2 separate regions of the Sus scrofa genome follow, and region 2 is linked to region 1. Evidence: chromatin contacts called from public HiChIP or PLAC-seq data. All regions are on one chromosome and are shown on one strand. Each heading gives the region's core, a stretch centred on a gene start, on an enhancer-like site or on the middle of the called end of the contact. The rest is flanking DNA. Distances are from core to core; before and after follow the strand shown. Region 1 has its middle 30 kb from the start of BHLHA9. Region 2 has its middle 70 kb from the start of ABR.

Region 1 (5,938 bases), core at 1,426-3,925:
GAAAGGCCTTACTCACTCTGGAATTATCAAAGAATCTGGTCATATTTTTCTTCTATTACTTTTGTAATTTCATTTTTTTCCATTCCAAACTTTGATTCAATTGGAATTTATCTTCCTATGTAGTATGAAGTCTGAATCCAATTTTGTTTGTCCAGTGGCTACCCAGTTGTTCCAACACTACATACTGATCAATCAACCTATTCTCCCACTGCTTCTAGATTCTATCTGAATTAAACACAGTCGGAGTGGTTTACCAAAGTCCCTACCCTTGGTGAATTCCATTTTTTGTCCCCCATCCCTGTGGGACTGCCCAAAGTACATCTTAGACTGTCAGCAAATATTTCTGGAAAAAGTGACCCCTGGGTCCCATTGTGGTGCAGCAGAAACCAACGCGACTAGTATGCATGAGGCTTTGGGTTTGATCCCTGGCCTCGCTCAGTGGGTTGGGGATCCGGCACTGTAGTGCAGGTCAGAGACACAGCTTGGATCCTGGCAGCTGTAGCTCTGATTGGACCCCTAGCCTGGGAACTTCCATATGCCACGGGTGAGGCCGTAAAAGCCAAAAAAAAAAAAAAAAGAAAAAGAAAAAGTGATCCCAAGTGTTTTTTGCTCAGCAATCTACATTCCCAACCTCTCCCAGATTTCACTGAGTAATTGATCTCTTATTAATTCTTTGATGCCTTAAAAAATATTTTTGTTAAACTTTGTCTAACTTGAAAATTTTTTCTTTGTGGAAAGGATTGTTATAAATTATCTAGTCACCAGGAGAGGAAGTTCTAAGTTTTGGTAGCAGAGGTCCAGATGTTGAACCATCCTTGAATTCCTGGAATAAACTCCATGTCATCAGGATATATTAATTTTAATATACTATATTCTATTCATATTGCATTGGAACATTTTGCATTAATATTAATTAATGAACTACACCTATATATATTTAGTGAAGTCTTCATGGGATTGATATCAGTCTTATGCTCTTATTTCTAAAAGATTTTGAATATTTTCCTTCTCTTTCTATAGCATGTAACAGTTTAAACAGCGCTGAGATTATTTTCTCTTTAAAGGTTTGGTAGAATTCCCCTGTAAAACCATGTAGTGAAGTGGTTTTAATTGCAGTCATTGGGACCCATAGCTGGGGGGCTATGGAGGGAGAAATGTAATCTAAGTGACAGACAGTATTTGATTAAAACCAGTGCACACAGCTGGAGCCGGAGCCATTGTGTGATTTACAAAATGTCAATTCTAGTAAAATCTTCAATACCATGAAATTATAAAAACTAAGTTTTGGGGTTTTATTGCTGCAAGAGTCAAAAAGATTTAGCGTCTTTCTGTTTACTTGTTTTATGCTCTAGCCTTTTTCAGGGACGAAAATATGTACATTAAAGCACTTCTCAAACAGTTATTCTGCTTTCTTGGCCATCAGAGCTCTAGAGATGCGAATAGTTGCTTCAGGCCATAATGACAACCTTCTCGTTAATACCCAAAGCTAATCTCCTATAAAATTTGACATTTGCTCATCAGAAAACAATTCCTTTTTCCAGGCTTCTTAACTGTGCTATTCTCCCTGCAGGGAGAGGGTTTCACCTCTTTGATTACTCCTGTAAGTGGAGTTAAGTGTGATCATTAAGAATAAAGATGAAAGCAAGGTGGGGTGGCCACACATCAAATCTACCGCCTAAAACAAAATCAAAACAAACAAAACCTCAATTACAGCCAAAGTCCTCTAGGACAAAGTGCTATTTATTAGTGGGCTATTTTCTCATCTCTCCTTCTGAGGGAAAAATCACTCCCAGAGACGCTGATGCACAGCCAAAGGGCTGTGGGTCCAAAGGGACCTTTGCGAAGTGACCTGCTTTCCTGGCAAGTATGGGATGTGGAGTGTCCTTGGGAGCTTCAAAGTCATCGGAGACTGAGGCATCTGAATTAGAACCCTGCCCTGCCCTCACACCCTTGGGAAAAAAGGTGGGAGTCAAGTTCACTGCTAAGTGGGGTTGTTTTTTGTTTTTGTTTGCTTTTTGTGTTTTTAGGGCCACACCCGTGGCATATAGAGGTTCCCAGGCTAGGGGACAAATCAGAGCTGTAGCTGGCAGCCTACACACACCACAGCTCACGGCAAAGCCGGATCCTTAACCCCCTGAGCGAGGCCAGAGATTGAACCCACCTCCTCATGGATACTAGTCAGGTTCATTAACCACTGAGCCACGATGGGAACTCCAAGAAATGGTTTAATTTCAGAAGGATATTGTCTGTCCAGCCAATATGTACCCCTGCTCTGTGACGGGTATGGATCCTGCTGGCTAAATGAAGTTAGTTGGCCACTAACTAGGGGAAGCTAGAAATTCTAGTTGCCCAGAGTCATGTCTTTGTCTCCAGATTGTAGCCTCCTAGAGGACAGGGATTATATTTTAATCCCTAGTTCCTCAGTGCCTGGCACGAAGTACATGCTCAGTACAGAAAGAATGAAATAATTAAAACAACAGTTTACACGAATTCATTCATGCATTATGTATCATGTATCCCGTATTAGCCCTGTGCTGAGTCTCAGGAATAGATCAGAGGACAACCCTGGTCTCCATTCTAATGGATTTGCTGCTCAAGGTACAAGATGTCCAAGCACCACAGGAGATCGGAAGAGGGACGGTGGATGTGTGTCCACCCCACACCCTAGAGAGGCTTCCCACCCGCTGTCGTGGCACCTGCAGAACACAGAGCAAAGGAATGGGGGGAAGTGGCTCAAACTCCTCGGGGCTCTCGCTGCCTCGGCCCCCTGTGCAGGGGGCAGTCATGCTCTTCTGGGGTGTGAGAAGATGAAGAAAACCAGGGTACTCGTCTTAACCACCGCTCCCAGCCAGAAGCCCAAGGCACAGAGATTGTAATCTACATCCTTGCTGTTACCAGAGGAGAACCAACGCAGACACGGGAGAAAATCACACCATTGGCGCAGATGGTGGGGGTGTGGTTTCGCTAGAGATGGAAGCTGGAGCTCTAAAAAAAAAGGCAGTGGCGCGCCCCCTGCTGGATCCAAGATTGTTCTGCAACTAACCGAGCACACGCTAAGCCAGGTGGGAGAAAGGCTCAGACGCAAAGTCAGAACAAGGAAACTTCCTTATTCCTCCCAAATGCAAAAACCAGATGATCAAAGGGGAAAATCTACCAAGGTTGAGGCAGGGCCCCCCCATTTCCCCTACCTTCTGGGGGATATCGAAAATGGGTAAATGGTAAACAAAACTCCACCTGTAATCAGGTGTAACCACTTTTCTGGCCAACTCACTACCCATTGATGCCTCAATTCCCAACGCCGGCTCAACTTGGGGAAGCATACATGAATGATCAGAAAACAGCCATCCCCCCTCTTTTTCTGCAAATACAAGGACACTGGGTGTGGGTAATAATACAAATAGCATCGCTTGTAAGGTTTGTGTATCTATCTTACTGGCACCCCCATTATCCCCTCCCCCAACAACATATAATTTGAGGCTTTTCTTTAAAAAAAAAAAAAAAAGACTTTAACGCCCCTAACTAATCATTTCCAAACAGCGACAATTATAAATTCCAAACAAAAACTTAAGAGGCATGTGAGCCTCTCTTAGGCTTTTCATTTCAATAGATTCGCTAATTAAAAGCTATAATTTAACACATAATGACCTAACCATCTCACTTTGAAATCAAACAAAAACCTACCACTAAAACATTGGACTAGATAAAGATAATGAATCCAGGCGCATTTCAGACTCCTGCCGGGCCCCCGCTGGCCCCCTTCCAGCAGCGGGCCTGCCGCCTTTGATGAGCAGCAATAGTTTTCCAAACCATTTGGAGCAAACTCACTATGGGGAGGATAAGTGAGCAATTTGTGAGGCTAAGTGTTTTTTTGGACCCACTCCCACTGCTGATGGAGCAGGATGAATATGTATCCCTTCTTTGCCCTCATTCATTGTCACTTGGTCAATTTCATTTTCTCCCTGGCCCTTCTTTGGCCCCTTGGGAAGAATGCTGTTCCTGAAGTAACAAGCAGGAAGGAATCGTGATCAGGAAAACTAGTGATGAAACCAGGTGAGGCTCACTGCCCGCGGCATCCTAAATGGTTAATAAAATAATAACAATGATTGCTTCCCACCTACCACGCCCCCTGCCTTGGCGGGGAGTTGGGCATCTGTGCCAGGCTAAAAATAGCCTTATGTTCTGGAACCTCCCCCGCAGCCCAAGCTCACACCACTCGCCAGTGTGTGCCACCTGACTGTTCCGCAGGAGCGCTCATTCTCTGGGGCAGGGGGACCTCAAACCCTGGCCCCTTCCTGGAGCCCTGGGAGAGGAGAGAATTGGGTACCTCTGAGAAGGCCTCAGGGAGTGGCAGGAGACTCCCCATGGAACCGAGGCAGGAGGAGTGGGCACTGGGTGAGACCCCAGGAGAATACAGAGCTTGGACACTCTGCTTGTAGGTGCCGGGAGGAGGGGGCAGGCAGGTATAGGCATGTCACACTCCCACCTCCAGGACCTCAGCATGGGCTGTTCCATCCCCAGGAACTGCTTCTGCCCTGAAACTGTAAACCCTAATGGCCCCTCTCTTGAGCACGGTCCCTGTCCTTTAACTCCCTCTCCCCAGCATCCTACCTGTACCTGTTCTTCAGCCTCAAATAGACCTGGTAACAGTCACAACCATCACATCCCCACTGTCACCATCCTCCTCAGTGCTACCACCACACAGTCACTGTCACCATCCTCCTCAGTCTACCACCACGGTCACTGTCACCATCCTCCTCAGTGCTGCCATCACACGGTCACTGTCACCATCCTCCTCAGTGCTACCACCACACGGTCACTGTCACCATCCTCCTCAGTGCTGCCATCACACGGTCACTGTCACCATCCTCCTCAGTGCTACCACCACACGGTCACTGTCACCATCCTCCTCAGTGCTGCCACCACACGGTCACTGTCACCATCCTCCTCAGTGCTGCCACCACACGGTCACTGTCACCATCCTCCTCAGTGCTACCACCACACGGTCACTGTCACCATCCTCCTCAGTGCTCCACCACACGTCACTGCACCATCCCCCAGTCTCCCACCTCACTGTCACCATCCTCCTCAGTGCTCCACCACACGGTCACTGTCACCATCCTCCTCAGTGCTACCACCACACGGTCACTGTCACCATCCTCCTCAGTGCTACCACCACACGGTCACTGTCACCATCCTCCTCAGTGCTACCACCACACGGTCACTGTCACCATCCTCCTCAGTGCTACCACCACACGGTCACTGTCACCATCCTCCTCAGTGCTGCCACCACACGGTCACTGTCACCATCCTCCTCAGTCTGCCACCACACGGTCACTGTCACCATCCTCCTCAGTGCTACCACCACACGGTCACTGTCACCATCCTCCTCAGTGCTACCACCACACGGTCACTGTCACCATCCTCCTCAGTGCTACCACCACACGGTCACTGTCACCATCCTCCTCAGTGCTACCACCACACGGTCACTGTCACCATCCTCAGTGCTCCACACACGGTCACTGTCACCATCCTCCTCAGTGCTACCACCACACGTCACTGTCACCATCCTCCTCAGTGCTACCATCACACGGTCACTGTCACCACACGGTCACTGTCACCATCCTCCTCGGTGCTACCATGCACTGAGTGCTTACAATGCGCCCAGCACTTTGCTAGATACCATATGTGGATTGATGCCATCAATCCTCACAACAACCTTAAACCAATAATAATAGATATTTTTTGATCCCTTGTTCCCTCATTTTATTCCACGGTCTTCCTGGATTATTTTCCTTTCCTAACCAACTCTACTGCACAAGTCAAATAGTTCTGGGGGCCTGTGGGGACTCATTAACCCACTGAGCAAGGGCAGGGACCGAACCCGCAACCTCATGGTTCCCAGTCGGATTCGTTAACCACTGCGCCACGATGGGAACTC
Region 2 (5,938 bases), core at 1,239-3,738, 69 kb before region 1:
TACTACCTCGCATAGTTACTTTCTGTGTGTGGTAAGATCATTTAACATCTACTCTCTGGAGTTCCTGTCATGGCTCAGCAGTTAACGAACCTGACTAGTATCCATGAGGACACGGGTTCGATCCCTGACCTTGCTCAGCGGGTTAAGGATCCAGTGTTTCAGTGAGCTGTGGTGTAGGTCACAGATGCAGCTCGGATCCCGCTTTGCTCTGGCTGTGGCGTAGGCCGGCGGCTACAGCTCCGATTTGACCCCTAGCCTGGGAAGCTCCATGTCCTGCCGGTATGGCCCTAAAAAAATAAATAAATAAGTACATAAATAATCTACTCTCTGAGAAAATTTAAAGTATTCAATAGAGTATTGTTAGCTAGAGTCACTATACTGTACATTAGGTCCTTGGGACTCATTCATCTTAGGACAGAAAGTTTGTAACCTCTGACCAACATCTCGCCATTTCTGTCACCTCCCAGCCCCTGCTCACCACCACTCCAGTCTCTGTTTTTATGTCACTCTAACCTTTAATACATGATGCTTCCATGTATTAAAGACACATCATTATCCCTACTTTACAGATGAGACTCGAAGTCACACCTCTCTAAGTGGTAGACCCAACTTCACACTCAGATCTAACTGGGTCCGGAGTCCAAGCTCTCAACAGCTATTATGGACTGAATATTTATTTATGTCCCCAGAAAGTCACAGGCTGAAGCCCTAATCCTCAATGTGAAGGTATTTGAAGGTGAGGTCTTTGGGAGGTAATTAGGTTTGGAATAGGTCATGAGAGTGGGGTTCCCATAAAGGGATTGGCTCCCTTATAAGAAGAGGAAGAGACAGAGCCCTCTCTCTGCCATGTGGACACACAGCAAGAAGACATCGACAGCAAGCCAGGAAGAGAGCCCTCACCAAGAACTTGGCCACGCTGGCACCTTGATCTTGGATGTCCCAGCTTCCAGAACTGTGAGAATTAAGTACCCACTGTTCAAGCCGCCCAGTCTATGGCATGTTGTTAGAGCAGCCTGAGCTAAGACAGTCACCACGTGACTGTGCCCATCCAGTCACGTGGTGCTGCAGAAGGCATCCTAGCCTCCGATACCGTAAGATAGCTTCGCTGGCAAGAAAGGGCATACCAGGCAGCTTTGGCACCTGACACTATCATGAATTTAAGAGAGGCGCTCTTAAAGCGACCCTCCTGGGGGAGGAGCAGGGCAAAGACGCTACGATGCGTTTTCACCCTCTTGCTCAACTGAAGTCTCACAAGCTCTTGGGTCTTTCAACTAATCCCTGGACATGAGGCCTGTCCCTGGAGTGTCCCTGGCGGTTACGGTGTTCTGCGAAGCAATAGGACAGTTACGTCTCTCAGAAAAGCAGCCTCCAGCCCTGCCCGGCTCAGGTGCAGCCAAGTATTGTAAGGAGCGCTTTAAGGAAAAGTGTCCCTTAGCCACCCTCTCAGGAGAATGCAGGAGAAGACTGAGGTATCTGCTGTACATCCTGCCTTATCCGAATTTTCATGTCTCTACTACCCTAGCCCCCCAAAAGACCAGAACACTCAGAACTTTCTCAAAAATTCTTTGTTCTCGAAAGAGAGCTAGAGGCCTTGGGGGAAGAAAACACTGCAGGAGAGGGATGAGATTCACTTTCCTAAGGAAAGACTCTGCACTTCTGAGAAACCTTCCTATAGAACCTCAAAAGGCAGAGGCTCTGAGGGATTTTGGTTCCCCTGTGAAGCCACCCGGGGAAAAGCACTTCCCAGTGCTGAGGGGCCACTCATCTCTGAGCCTGCCTGGTCCAGGCTCAGCTGAGAACTGGAGGGACACTTAGAATCACTCCTAGTGCAGAGCCACCAGGAAGAGGGCCTGATCCTGTGCTTTGGGTGGAGAGGGTGAGGGCTGGGCGCCAGGAGCCGCAGCGGCCCCAGCTTCCAGCTAAAAGATCTCCAAGGCCCGCCCCTGTGCACCCCATCTGGGGTGGGCCCTGTGCCCAATGTCTAGTCTGACAGGTGGCAGACAGGAAGACGTTGCCTGCTGCCACCCCCCCAGACCGCCTGACCCCTCCTGAGCCTACGTTCGCTGACCTCCTTAGATCTTAGCCATGACGCGGATGACACACGGTTCTTCCCCCCACGCTCCCTCCCATGGCCCAGTGTCTTCTAGACAACTCCTTGCTCAACCCCTTACATGCCCCACAGAGTTATTTTCCAGGTTCCTATTTCTATCTGCTTATGCAAGCTTCTTTCCTCCAGGAAGCCACGTGCTCATTACACGACGGTGGCCACAGGCCACCCGCAGAGGGGGGAAGGATGCTAGGAAGGGTCCCCTTTCTGGACCCCCAGGGGGCCTGGGACCACTGGGAGAGACAGCGCAGCCAGAAAGAGATCTTGACTTGGTTCCAGTTTCCCCAGAGAGCAGTCTCTTTGGCAGGAGGCCCCTGTACACAGGCTAGAGGCCAGGCAGCCCGAAGCAGAAGAGAGCAGCAACCACCCAGATGGGCTAGAAAGGTCATGGTGGCTCTTCTTAGTACCAGCTGGACCTGGCTCCAGGCCTGCCCTGCCCCTCAGATCCTTGGCTCTTGGGGCAGATGCACTGTTGGAGCAAAGCTGCTAAGACAGGCCTAGCTGGCCAGGGTCTCCACTCAGGCGGTTAGTTCTTTGGGGGCTCTCAGGGAGGCTGAGCTGGTTTTTTTTTTTCCTCTGGAAGTAATAGGGCTGCTTTTGTAAAAAGAGACCCTATTTGCCTCCCACATGACTAACCACAGATGAGGAAGCAGCCACAGAGAAGCTCTGGCCCCAGGGCCACACATGGAGCTGCACACACGAGCAGCCACGCTTCCGTCCAGGCCCACGAGGAGCCCTAACTTCCTACAAGGCCACAGAGACCAGGAGCAGTACACGCGGCCAGCGCTTCTGCTGATTTCCAATGTGGCTGGAGGACCGAAAAGGAAGAGGTTCTGTCTTGTCAAGAACGTGATTGGAGCCATGAACAGGAGCTGACTTTCCCCCTGGCCTGCCTCATCTTGGTTCCCAAAGTGTCTGGTTCTGAGGACAAGGCACTCTCCCCCACGCAGACCCTCCTTCTTCTGAGGGAGCTGGGGAAGGTGTGGAAGCTTCCTTATCCTAGAAAACAAGTTCTCTTTGCCTCTGCAGGTAGCAGGGAAGAATGTAGAAACAGGAACCAGGCCTGCTGTGAAGAATACCCAAGCTGTGGCTCAGAAGCCACACTGCAATTAGCACCCTGTCACTTGCTCATTTGTATGCATTTCACATGTATCAGAGACCTCAAGGAAGGTGTGAAGCATATAGGCTGTTGGGTCTCTTTTTTTTTTAACTCTAAGTTTATTCGGTTTGTTTTTCCTGTTGTGAAATTAATAAAGCCACGACTGTAAAAGTTTAGATAATAAAAGAGTAAAATGTGATCTGCGGCTGTACTACCCCCTTAGCACTTTTTCTGCTACAAAAAGGGGAGTCAGGGGGCAGTCTTTCCAAAGACATAAAGCAGCTCTCCAGGTTGTGCTCAGGAGCTTCTTGGCCATTGATCCCTGGCTGGCCCAGCCTCCACTCTCTCCCTGGTCCTGTTACATCCAGCCAGGCAAGGGCTACCTTGACAAGTTCTGACCTCACTCTGCTCAGGGCCTCCTTGGCCCCAAACACAAAGAGGAGCCCCTGTCCTCCAGGTCTGCGCACAGTGCACTTTTGGGAGATGTCTCCGGTTCCTTGGGGGAAGGGAGGGAGGAACCTCACCCGCTGGTCAGTGCTGCCCAGGGACAAGGGAAATAAAGTCGTATCTGCAGAGCAGGAAGCTGGGAGCCGCTCCTGACAGGGCCTCAGGCCTCTTCCTTCCTCAGAGCTGGGCTACAGCTTCAAGATTAGACGGGAGTCCTGGGGTTGGCCAGGGCTGCCCGCCTGCCTCAGAGGGGCTGTACCAGCTCTGGGCCTGTAACGTCAGCCCTGCGGCAACGGAAACTGAGCGGACAGGGCGGAGTGGGGGGAATGGTAAGGACAAAGTTGGTGTGAGTTCACTGCCAAAGCCTAACTCCCAGCAGGGACAGAGCGAGCAGCGGAGGGGTTTGCCCCTCTAGTCTCAGAAGGGCAGGACAGGAATTCCTGTCGTGGCGCAGTGAATACGAATCCGACTAGGAACCATGAGGTTTCAGGTTCGATCCCTGGCCTCGCTCAGTGGGTTAAGGATCCGGCGTTGCCATGAGCTGTGGTGTAGATCGCAGACGCAGCTCGGATCTGGCGTTGCTGTGGCTCTGGCACAGGCTGGCAGCTGTAACTCCGATTAGATCCCTAGCCTGGGAACCTCCATATGCTGTGAGTGCAGTCCTTAAAAAAAAGGGGGGGGGCAGGACAGAGGGGTGCTTTCCGAACTTTTCCACACTGTGGCACATGCAGGAAATGCTGATGTTGGCACAGCTCCCTGGGATGAGCAGACAGAGCTAACAGTTGTCAGAGGCCAGGGGGGCATTTCCCTGCCCCATGACTTGCCCAGCCACCCCGAGGCTGAGACAGCAGTACTTCCCCTCATCTTTAATCCGTTCTAGGCACTGACTGGGAAGCTCTGGGAGAGCAAGTGGCAAGAGATGATCTTCTATTTCTAACAAACCCTCCTTAGTGGCTGCAGGTTTCATAAGCACTTCTTTTAAAATGACTTTTATTTTTTCCATTATAGTTGGTTTACAGTGTTCTGTCATTTTCTTCTCTACAGCAAAGTGACCCAGTCACACCTACACATGCACATTCTTCTTCTCACATTATCATGCTCCATCATAAGCGACCAGATGTAGTTCCCTGTGCTATTCAGCAGGACCTCACTGCTTATCCATTCCCAAGGCAATAGTTTGCATCTACTAACCCCAGATTCCAGTTCATCCCACTTCATAAGCACTTCTGATTTTAGAGGCCCACATACTGCCAGGATAAAATCAGTAAAGCTCCCTTTAGGGCAGACACCCTGGTCCCCATGGCAGGTGAGATGAGGCAGCGTCCAGGTGAATTTAGCCTCACCCCCAGACAATGGGGCTGAGGGCGCACTTCTCAGGAGGCCAGGCTATCGATGGGCATGGCTGCTGATATGGTAGAAGTGATAGCCCGCAGGAGAATGCCATGGCTTGGCCCAGGCATTGGTTGTGCCAATCTGGTCCAAAGGTCCCTGTTTCCCAGCCAATGTGGAGACGGATATTTACTTTTATAAAAGCAGAACTGCCAAGACAGTAGCAGGGTGAGCCCATCCTCCCATCCCAGGTGTCTAAGGGTAGGACACCTGCTAATTCTCCTGGGCACTGCTACCAGGTCCCCTGCAAGCAGCAGCATCCCCCAAAGCTGTTCACATCAGCAATAGCATCAAGAGGCCGGCTTCTGGGCTGCTGCTGTTGCAGATGCAGCGTTTAATGGTTTAGGTCAGGATGTGGTTCTAGAGATAGAACAGACCTGGGTTCAGGATCTGGGGTCCTAAGCAATTCAACCTCTCTGAGCCTCCGTTTTCTTTCACTGTAAAATGACAGTCATGGTAACTGCCTCGACCACATTGTTGAGAGGATCAAACGAGATGAGCAGATGTAAGACTCCTCAGTGCAGGATGTGCTCCATCATACCCACCCAAGCAAAAGCAGCTATTATCATGACATTGGTTGGATTTTGCACATGGGCGTGCACACATACACACACACACACACACTTACTTTATACCTTTCCCCTGAGGACCAAAACAAGGCAAAAAATGAAACAGCACCCCCTGAAAAGATTACCACAAGCCTAAAGAAGAAATATCATGACTTATGTTGAAGCCACCAAAGCCAAACCACACCCTTTGTGTTCTGTATGTGTCTCATTGTCTTTGCAGAGTTAATTTTTAGCATTTTTAAGAGACAAAGCAACCCTTAACTTCATAAGTGTGCCCCCTCCATACTTTGCTATTCAATAGCAATTACAATAAGAAAAAGATAAAAT

The links. HiChIP or PLAC-seq counts read pairs in DNA pulled down with a chosen protein or histone mark.
Region 2: an H3K27ac HiChIP or PLAC-seq map of alveolar macrophages shows a contact between it and region 1. The contact joins two enhancer-like sites. A contact is called at or near these places in 1 of 5 promoter capture datasets (liver), 12 of 47 Hi-C or Micro-C datasets (alveolar macrophages, blood, brain and 8 more) and 2 of 2 datasets of contacts at active chromatin or transcription factors (alveolar macrophages and skeletal muscle).

What each region holds. Positions count from the first base shown.
Region 1 is chr12:46,671,443-46,677,380 of Sscrofa11.1, reverse strand. No RefSeq gene overlaps it. Among named protein-coding and RNA genes, the nearest start is that of BHLHA9, 30 kb to the right of the region's middle. Within about 2 kb of position 2,675, at least 10 of the 83 cell types and tissues checked have an H3K27ac peak or open chromatin away from gene starts, as enhancers often do. A contact at or near this core is called in alveolar macrophages, where this site is marked.
Region 2 is chr12:46,739,866-46,745,803 of Sscrofa11.1, reverse strand. It overlaps a transcript of ABR not described here. Among named protein-coding and RNA genes, the nearest start is that of ABR, 70 kb to the left of the region's middle. Within about 2 kb of position 2,488, at least 27 of the 83 cell types and tissues checked have an H3K27ac peak or open chromatin away from gene starts, as enhancers often do. A contact at or near this core is called in alveolar macrophages, where this site is marked.